Linked DNA regions of Mus musculus: regions 2 and 3 are each linked to region 1. A link is a contact called in public HiChIP or PLAC-seq and promoter capture Hi-C data. All regions are on one chromosome and are shown on one strand. The core of a region is the stretch at or near the end of the contact, and the rest is flanking DNA. Distances in the headings are between cores, read along the strand shown.

The links. Promoter capture Hi-C pulls out the DNA fragments that hold promoters and counts their contacts. HiChIP or PLAC-seq counts read pairs in DNA pulled down with a chosen protein or histone mark.
Region 2: a promoter capture Hi-C map of the 3T3-L1 cell line shows a contact between it and region 1, with 5 times the contacts expected there. The contact joins the enhancer-like site here to the promoter of Thada in region 1. A contact is called at or near these places in 6 of 39 promoter capture datasets (the 3T3-L1 cell line, 3T3-L1-derived adipocytes, frontonasal cranial neural crest and 2 more), 25 of 484 Hi-C or Micro-C datasets (the 3T3-L1 cell line, 3T3-L1-derived adipocytes, the HL-1 cell line and 14 more), 2 of 115 datasets of contacts at active chromatin or transcription factors (the NIH/3T3 cell line and pancreatic cancer cells) and 1 of 9 other capture datasets (macrophages).
Region 3: an H3K27ac HiChIP or PLAC-seq map of extraembryonic endoderm stem cells shows a contact between it and region 1. The contact joins the enhancer-like site here to the promoter of Thada in region 1. A contact is called at or near these places in 5 of 39 promoter capture datasets (the 3T3-L1 cell line, 3T3-L1-derived adipocytes, maxillary cranial neural crest and 1 more), 1 of 15 datasets of contacts at CTCF or cohesin (the NIH/3T3 cell line), 5 of 484 Hi-C or Micro-C datasets (3T3-L1-derived adipocytes, cerebral cortex, cortical neurons and 2 more), 5 of 115 datasets of contacts at active chromatin or transcription factors (bone marrow-derived macrophages, embryonic stem cells, extraembryonic endoderm stem cells and 1 more) and 2 of 9 other capture datasets (embryonic stem cells and pancreatic islet).

What each region holds. Positions count from the first base shown.
Region 1 is chr17:84,464,693-84,467,592 of GRCm38.p6, reverse strand. Thada (thyroid adenoma associated) reads left to right here and starts at 1,385. Exons shown (of 38, transcript NM_183021.3): 1 at 1,385-1,499.
Region 2 is chr17:84,700,216-84,703,115 of GRCm38.p6, reverse strand. It overlaps Abcg8 (ATP binding cassette subfamily G member 8), which reads right to left. Exons shown (of 13, transcript NM_026180.3): 13 at 2,783-2,900. Among named protein-coding and RNA genes, the nearest start is that of Abcg8, 19 kb to the right of the region's middle. Within about 2 kb of position 1,530, at least 18 of the 459 cell types and tissues checked have an H3K27ac peak or open chromatin away from gene starts, as enhancers often do.
Region 3 is chr17:84,601,944-84,604,843 of GRCm38.p6, reverse strand. All of the region lies in intron 24 of Plekhh2 (pleckstrin homology domain containing, family H (with MyTH4 domain) member 2), which reads right to left. Among named protein-coding and RNA genes, the nearest start is that of Gm26066, 21 kb to the left of the region's middle. Within about 2 kb of position 1,508, at least 25 of the 459 cell types and tissues checked have an H3K27ac peak or open chromatin away from gene starts, as enhancers often do. A contact at or near this core is called in extraembryonic endoderm stem cells and pancreatic islet, where this site is marked.

The DNA.
Region 1 (2,900 bases), core at 136-2,635:
GGACTCCTCCAGAGCAAATGTCCATATATATCAGCACAAATGCAGCACAGTAGAGAACGGCATATTAACAGTGAGTCAAAGAATTGTCACCACTCAGTTTTAGGTGAGTGACCTGAAAGCAATGCCAAAAGATGTGAATCGGTGGATAACAGACACAAAATCAACCAAGCTATTGTTTAGTGATACTGTAAGACCCCTGAAGCTTGGCCTCCGCTCAAGTCCCAGGATAAGTTGGCCAGCACCCCAAAGACGGGAGAGAAAATCACACTGATGCAAACTGCAAGAGGTTTTATTATCAGCTAGCTGAGGACAAACTCCTTCCGCCATGCAGGTCAGGGGAGTTTGACCCGACCCCGATGACCCCAGTGACAGTAGGGGGCTTTTAATAGCTAGCTGAGGAGTTGGGAAGAGTTGGGCGGAGTGTCCTTGGTGAAATTTACAAGGCAGAAGGAGTGGGGAGTGAGTTCTTTCTGAATTTTTATCTTCCCCTAACCCTAACCCTGAGTCCTTGGCACAGGAAGCCAGGCAAGTGCTGGCTGGGTCTTTTACAATTATCGCATCTCTGGTTGTAAAGTATAGAAACAAAAAGGCTTTTTGCTGGCTATAGAGAACAAAGAGCTTCTTTCTAGCTGTATTTTTATAGGTCAGGGAAAACAAGCTTGGGGAAATGTTTTAGGGGCTTTACCTTTCAAGGAGAAACGCTTTAAGTCAGGGTCTCACAATACACGTGGCAAAACCACAAAGAAATACAAAGTTTGATAGAAAAGCCATCCACCTGATGAACCTAATTTTCATTGTTTTTCCCAACTATGTATCTCAGAGCCCAGGCCAGCATCCCGGCCTTTTCAGCATCTTGTCCGTTCTGTGATCTTGTCCCTTGTCCCAGCTCCTTACTAAGGTGATATAGGTCTCTAATTTTTACTCAGTTTTAAAGGACTGGACTGCAAGATAGTCTGTGAGTTGTGTAAAAGATGCAGCCTTTAAGGCAGCGTTTAAGGCTCGGACAGTGGAGTTCAAGTCGTTGCTCTTGGCTTCAGTTCCCGTCCCTGGCACAACCGTCCCCGAGTGTAGATTTTGCCTGTCTCTGCGCTGGGCACAGTGAATGTAGAAAGTCTGGGTTGGAACAGAAATGTCGGCCTGACACCTAGAGGTGTGGAGGCTGCTGCTCTGCCAGCCAGAAGGAGGTGAGGGGCATGCAATTCCCAGCAGTCACCATCATAGGCTCGCTTATCAAGAACTGTTTAGTCGCGGGCTCTCTAAATCCCCTCGCAAACGCCCTCTTTGATGACGTCACAACCCACCCTCACTTCTGATTGGAGGAGCGGCACTCGGCCGCTCTCGCGATATTTCCGTGCCAGCTTCCAGCCCTGCCTCCCTTCGCCGGGGACCGGTTTTTGGATCGCGCACCACGTTACAAGCCGCAGGGACGCGGTAGACTTGACGGGCTTCCGGGTCTCGTCCAGAGGTGGCGACGCTTTGCAGACGTCCTCGGGCACGAGGTTTGGCTCGCGGGCGCGCTGCCTGCCAGGCACGCGGGCGCGGGGGACCGACTTCGCCACAGCGCGGCCGGGGCAGCTTGCAGGCCACCCCGAGGGTGCCAGCCGTGGCTTCCGGGCGCTGAGGTCTCCATGGAGACAGACAGCCCTTGAACCACGTTTTCATCCGTCCTTCTGTCAGTCTTTGGACTCCACGTGGGAGGCGGTCGGGAAGGTGTAGATGTAGATGGGCGGGAAGCAGCAAGTGGCACCTATGGGCAGATGCCCATCAGGCTGAACCGGGATTTTCGGCTCTGGGCCGGCCCAGTTCACCCGGACACACGTTTACCCTTAGAACGCGCAGAATCACCGAGTCTATCTCTGTGTAGTCCCTAGGACTCCGGGATCAAATACTGCTGCAAACTTGCCATTTCAAATCACAAGTGTCCCCTCAGTTTCCTTCCTCAGTACTTTCTCAGTACTTTGCACGCTGGCTGCTCGTTTGGGAAATTATTTCCCTAAACTTAACCCAGAACTTCAAGGCCTTTCCTTGTTGTCTCTCTGTCTGGCTGTGTTCATTAACTTTTTTGCTTGACTGCTCATTTGCCGTTGCTGTAGTGACTTGCCGTCCAAATGGACTATAAATGCTTCAGTTTCTGGAGCGGTATGCCACTTAGCTGTAGCATGTCCTTTTAGGTACCAGGTAGCCCACCTTCCTTCTAAAAGTATATATGTCCCTCCTATAATATCTCTAGCAATTGTTAATTAAGAATTCCTTGATTTAGTTCATGAAATTTTAATAAAGCATTTACTACATGCATGAACGACTAAGGAGTTAAGAACGGGAACACTGAACACAACTATTCAGTTCATTGCAACCTTTATGGAGCTTAGTGCTAGGAAAAACAGGCAATAGACAGGTGTGCCAGTTAGTGTAATCTTAGGTAGTAATACATGCTGTGAAAGAAATCTGAAATGAATGGCAGAGGAAGCTGGGGCCAGATTGTTTTCAGGCCATACACCCAAATTTGGATGTAACTAATGCATTTTATTTAGTGCAAGGGAAAACCTTTGGGAAGTTTATAAGCAAGTGCATGGTTAGATTGCTTTGATTCTTCAGAGACAAGTAGGGACAACAAGGAAGCTATGTCAGGAGTTTAAGTGACGCATGCTGAGTCGTTTTCTGCCTGGGAGGGTCTGCAGGTAGACCATTCCTCAGTGGCCACGGAGGTCTGCCTTTGACTTAAGCTGGAATCTGTATCCTCAAAGCTTTCGTAGAATGTCTAATTATTAAATGGGACAAAAGAAATCTCTCCTTCAAAGCAGCACCTCATTTAAGGACAACATAATGAAACCCCCCATTTTCAAGGTAGTAAAAAAACCTTAAACAAAAAGCCCACAGATTTTGTTTGGCAAACCAGATCT
Region 2 (2,900 bases), core at 281-2,780, 240 kb before region 1:
AGTTCTCTTTTGCATACGGATTAGAAACAGCAGCCCCAGGTAAGACAGACTCCAGACTTCCTGCTCTTGCAAGCTGCTTTGCACAGTCGCTGGAGCTGAAATCCATCTGTAGCATCTTCACTGACCCTGCCCGGGCAGCCACTGGAGACCATTCTTGGCCTGTTTATTCTTTCCAAAGCCCCGGGGTTCTTCTAATGTTCTGCAGACCTACCTGGTGGGTTCACAGTGGGCCTCATGGGGTGAGCCCCATGGATTTCAGGCCGTGCTTCCTTGCAAGCTCTGTTTACGAAATGCCTGGTTTGTGCACACTGGACAGTTCCCCTCCATGTGCTATTCTTTGGTCCCCAAAATGTAGCTCAGTTGGGAGGGTGGATCTGAGGCCCAAGGAGTCCTCCAAAACAAAAAGCTTTGTCAGTGAGGCCAGCTGATCATGATGTGAAATCTGTAAGTTGATGACCTCAGATACTTGTCACTGTTGGCGACCTTTCAACTGTGTTCTGAAGTCAGACCTAGCACATTAGAGATTCTGTGCTGCAGTAATGAAGTTAACAGAAGAAAAGAAGAGAAAATAAGGCTTCCCTTTTCTAGCAAGGAACAGCAGAGCTGTTTTTCAGTTTGGAGAAACAACACTTCAACTCTACAAACAGACAAGGCTGTCATATACAATAAACAAGCAGGTCACCTAGCCAGTGGACAGCAGGCAAGTGCTGAGAAAGCCTAACCCACTTCCTGAACGCTTCTCTTTCATTCCGAGCTGGAAGCCCCACACACTGCTGTACCACTCTCTGTACCAGCCTGCCCTCCCTAACACGGACACTGAACGTTGCTCTGGACCATGGCTGGCAATATTTGTTTTAGGTTTGGGTGTTGGGGCTTGAGCCTCAGGCTTTTGATTTAATTACCTCTTCTGCCACCAAGCTCTTTACCCTAGCTGTTCACAGGAACCGTCCTAGATGACCAGTTTATCAAACACAAGTGACATCGGAGGTAAGATGGGAGCCGACATAAGGACATTTTCAGGCACGCACACTGAACTGTTGTCCAAATAACTTATATCTGCAGCAAAATACCCAAGGGCTTGCTTCCTTTGCAGCCGGCTCCTCCCGGTGCCTCATGGCTGGTGTGCCCTAAGGAAGCTGCTCCCCTGTGCCAGGCCACGATTTTCTGCTAAGTAATTTGAGTGTTGGAAGGACCCTTGGATTTGACATACTTTCAGTATGTTCTCTGTATGTAGTTTAATCTACATTAAAAAAAAAAAAAAAAAAGCAGGATATCTACCCCTGTAGACAGGTCAACCCAGGGAAAGATTATTTTAAGTATCTTTAAGAGCAAGAGCGGTTTTAAAAAATTACAAAAACATAGATGATTATTTTCAGTTTAATTGTTAGTTCCCCATCAATAGTGTAACTTGAATTTGGAAAGTTTACAGTGTACATTTTATAACTTCCTCTTTGGATTAAGAGTCTGCAAGCTGCAGCCTCAGGCCAAGTCTAGGAGCTATGTGCTTCTATAAGCTGTTTTACTGAAACACACCCACATCTTCCACATTCTACTGTGGTTGCAACAGTTCACATCAGCACAGCCTACTGGCAGGCTATATGGCTATCAAAGCCTAAAATATCCTTAGCAGAAAAAATTTACAACCCACAAGAAAAATCTGCCCCTTTGCAATGAAGATAAGGGGCACTGGATAGTACTGGATGTTCCTAGCACCCCGGCCTTTCTCTTCCCGGGCCTTGTGTGCCCTGGAGAACATTGGAGTTAGAGCCTAGGATGCATCAACACCAGCTATGATGCACTCAGACAGGATGGAGGACTCCTGCTCTGTGGGCAAGCCTGAGTTTCAGCATCTTTGGTGCTCTGAGTTCTGGGTACCACAGCATACTGAGTGACAAGCTTACAAAGTCAGATGACTGCTTTCTGCTTCTTCTACACTTCTCCATCCAGGCCTAAAGACAGTGGGTTACCAAAACAGAGCTGGGACCTGGGGAGGGGCTGCAGAACAGACTGGAGGCTCTGCAGATAGAGTCATGCATGGGGAATGAACCAAAGGGAGAGTACAAACAGGACTCATCAGAAGAGGGATGGACACAGAAACCAGGTGTCTCCCATGCACAGACTGGGGAAGCTGTTAAAGCGAGTGCTGGATGAACTAGAGTATGAACACGAACACATACGCAGTTAAGACTGAGTACACACATGCACATTTGCACACGTGTTCACTCACTGCCCACTGAGAGTCCGGAAGTAGCGATGCACAGCAGCCGAGCAGACTCATTCACTTCTGGGCTCCTATCTATCTTTCCCCACTAAAAAGTCAGGTTTCTACAGAGAAGCATCCAACCCCAGGGCTGAGCTTGGAAAATTCAAGATGATCCCTGATCCTCAAATACTTTGTTTTGTTAGAGTTCCCAGTGACTGAAAGGAACATGATTAAGAAGATACATCCAGGCGGTGGTGGCGCACGCCTTTAATCCCAGCACTTGGGAGGCAGAGGCAGGCGGATTTCTGAGTTTGAGGCCAGCCTGATCTACAGAGTGAGTTCCAGCATAGCCAAGGATACACAGAGAAACCCTGTCTCGAAAAAAAGCCAAAAAAAAAAAAAAAAAAAAAAAAAAAAAGATGTAGAAGCCAACTTGAGTATTTCACGGGCTAAATCAGGGACAATCTGAGTACTCAAACTAACAATGGCAATGGATTACAGCTTGCTAAAATAAAATGGGACTCCACGAGTATATAATTTATTGCATAGGAAGAATGAACAAGCCATGGTCTCCAGGCATGGTATCCAAAAGCTTTATTAATTATGAAAAGAGGGAACCGAGGAACGTGGAGGGGTCCAGCAGACGTGCCTTCTGTCAGGCAATCAGAGTCAACAGCACGCAGCAACTGGGAGCCAA
Region 3 (2,900 bases), core at 259-2,758, 140 kb before region 1:
AGAATAAGCCACAAGTGTTAGGGATGCTCAAAGTACAGAGACAACAGGGCAGGTAAGCACCAACCTGAGATGCCCAACTGCTGCCGTGACAACACGGTGGTGGAAAAGAGAGGCTTGGTAGAGTAGTTGTTAGGTGTGTGTGTGTTTGAGTGTCTGTGTGTGTGTCTGTGTTTACAATCTGGAGAAAACAAGGCAGGTGTTCTCTGCAAAGCTTGTCCTACCCAGTTCTGATCATTTCCCTGCCAAGCCCGGCTGACAATCAGAGCTGTTTCTAGAAGTCAACCACCGCCCCATCTCCATCCACAAACATATAGGGTTGTTAAGCAGACAGAAGGGTGTAGTTGGGTAACAGACATAGGCCATGAATGCAAAATGTCACCAGGAAAGTGGTGTGACACCAAGAGAAGAGACAGAAAATCAAAGCTTTTACACTGGGCTCATTTCCTCAGTCGAAGTAGGAAACCCCATGGTTCATTCCTGTGACCCACAAGGAAAGTGTGATCACTGGGAATTCTTAATACAATACGAGTGTGTTATGTCTACAGGGAGAAAGGGACCAGTGTGCTTTCTACAGTTCCCAGCACGGCCACCAGGTTCAGCCTGGGAAAGAAAAGGGAAATGTTTTAGCAAAGCAGGGAAACCAATCCCAGACGGGTACAGTTTGGGAACACAGCGCGTAGGAAGGGCAGGCTCAGACTCCTATGAGACACAGCGTAGGCCCCAACAGTCAAGCAAAGTTCTGGAGAACAAGCAAAGCATTGCAAAAATGAGCAAGAGGGGGCTGCATTTCAAAGCAAGAAGGTCAACCAGGCATGGCAGTGCACACCTGTAATCAATCCCTGCACGCAGTAGACCTGTGCAGGTGAGTCAGGGCCAGCCTGGGTTACACCCTGGGATCCCTCCCAGACTAAGAAAAAAAAAAAAAATCCTCAATTCTGGAGTCTTTAACATGTGAAACAGGATAAGCTAGATGGTCTCTCAAGACCTTTCACCTTAGGAGCCAATGGATGCGTGTACTCTTCCGGTTAGCTCACTGTGGAATGGGGAATGCCAGTCTATCTTCCAGAAAACAGCAACTGCAAACTGTTACCAAAAATGAGCTTTGATTTCAAGCAGGAGGGAGAAGAGTGTTCCCCGCAGGAAGGACCCTTGCCAGTTTGCTTTGTTAAAGCTACACCTTGACTTTTCCACGCACGTAGCAAGAAAGCAAATCGACTAAGAACCTTTTCATGCAAGTTAGAGTTCACAAACGCGTTTCCAAGTGATTGTGTCTGAGAGCATGTTCAAAGGCAATTAAGTTAGACCTTTGATCCCTGAGTCCAAATAATTAAGGTTTCATAACTTGCTAAATATAAACTTAAGATTCCACAACGACGAAGAAAATTCAGTATTTTAGTCATTACAAAGCAAGTTGGCAGATGAAGAATCAGATCCCTGGCGGCACGACAGGTCACAGCTAGTTCCCCTCCGGATTGTGTCACTGGAAAGTAGGGCTCATTGTCTAAGCTATTTATAAACATACCAAAGCGAGGCCATGTTTAGAAGCAGTGCTCTTTCTCAGAGCCATGGCTCCCTGGGCTTTGCAGACTGTGTAAACACCAATCCTCGTGCTTGGAGTTGTCTGTTGTTTAAACAATGTGGTTTCATCACGCTACCACCTCGGTCTTGGTCTTTTCTTGTGGCAAGCGAGGCCTTAAAGGCATTATTACTCTTATCTGTGAGTACTTCAAACGCCTTTGTCCATTTCACCTAAATTTCATTTTGGTTCCAGCTGTGGCCCTTGTAACCAGAATGGAATGTGCTAATCCAGCCAAAGATATTAATTATCAGGAACCGTCTTAGATATGGTGGTCTTCCCATCTTGTTTCAACAAAGTCAAACTGAATTTAGACATAACCACAAAGAGATCAACAGATGGACATGGCAAAATGTGACCCTTTAGATGGGTCCTTCTCAGACGTCAGGGTATACGAATCATCCAGGATGCTGCTAAAATGTAGACTCCAGAGGCTGTAGCAGGCATCTAGCCTGCTGCTTTTGCCAGTTACTAAACAGCCACATATGAAGGGTGCCATCCATAGAAATACTAGTTGAACTATTGTGGTGTGATTTTAATAGACCATAAAGTCTCAGTTCACCTCAGTAAATTCTCAGGGGTACACTTCCTATTCCTAGGAATAAGTCATTTATCCACCTGTGCTGTGTGGGTGGTTCTGGGCGGATGGTGTCTGAGGATCCACTCAGGGTGCAATCATATTATACATCTTATAGTAGAGTCAAGAGCTACTTGCAAAATGGACAAGGGACAGCCTGAAAACCCGTCCTACTCAGAGCAGGCATTGCTGGATCTCAACAAACACTTGTTCACATTCCATTGTGTAAAGGATGCTGCAGATCTTTAGGGATGGATGGCCTAAGACTATGGACACCAATTGAAGTGGCCAATCTTGTTGTTAAACACTTGAAGAGGAAACCTGGTCTGAGCATGGCCATGGGGCATTTGTCTTGATTGCTAATTACTGTGAATGGTGTCAACCCTGGGCAGCTGAGACTGAGCCCAATAAGAACGTTGGCTGAATTCGAGCCTGGGCGGGGCCAGCGATCAACACCAAGCTGTTTGCATTGAGTTCTGCCCAGCTTCCCTCAATGATGGGCTATAACTTATAGGATAAAAATAATTCTCTTCTTCCTCAATTTGCTTTCAATTGTGATATTTATCAGAGCAACAGACAGCAAACCAGAACACTGTCATGTCATGGTCACCTCGCCATCTGTAAGATGGGCAACCATCCCAGCTCACAAGTTCCTGAATGAAGAGACTCCGATGGATGGCAACTAGCACTGGTTACATAAAAGGAGTCTGTTCAAGAGAAGCTCGCCAGCGCTTGGAGGCTGAGTGT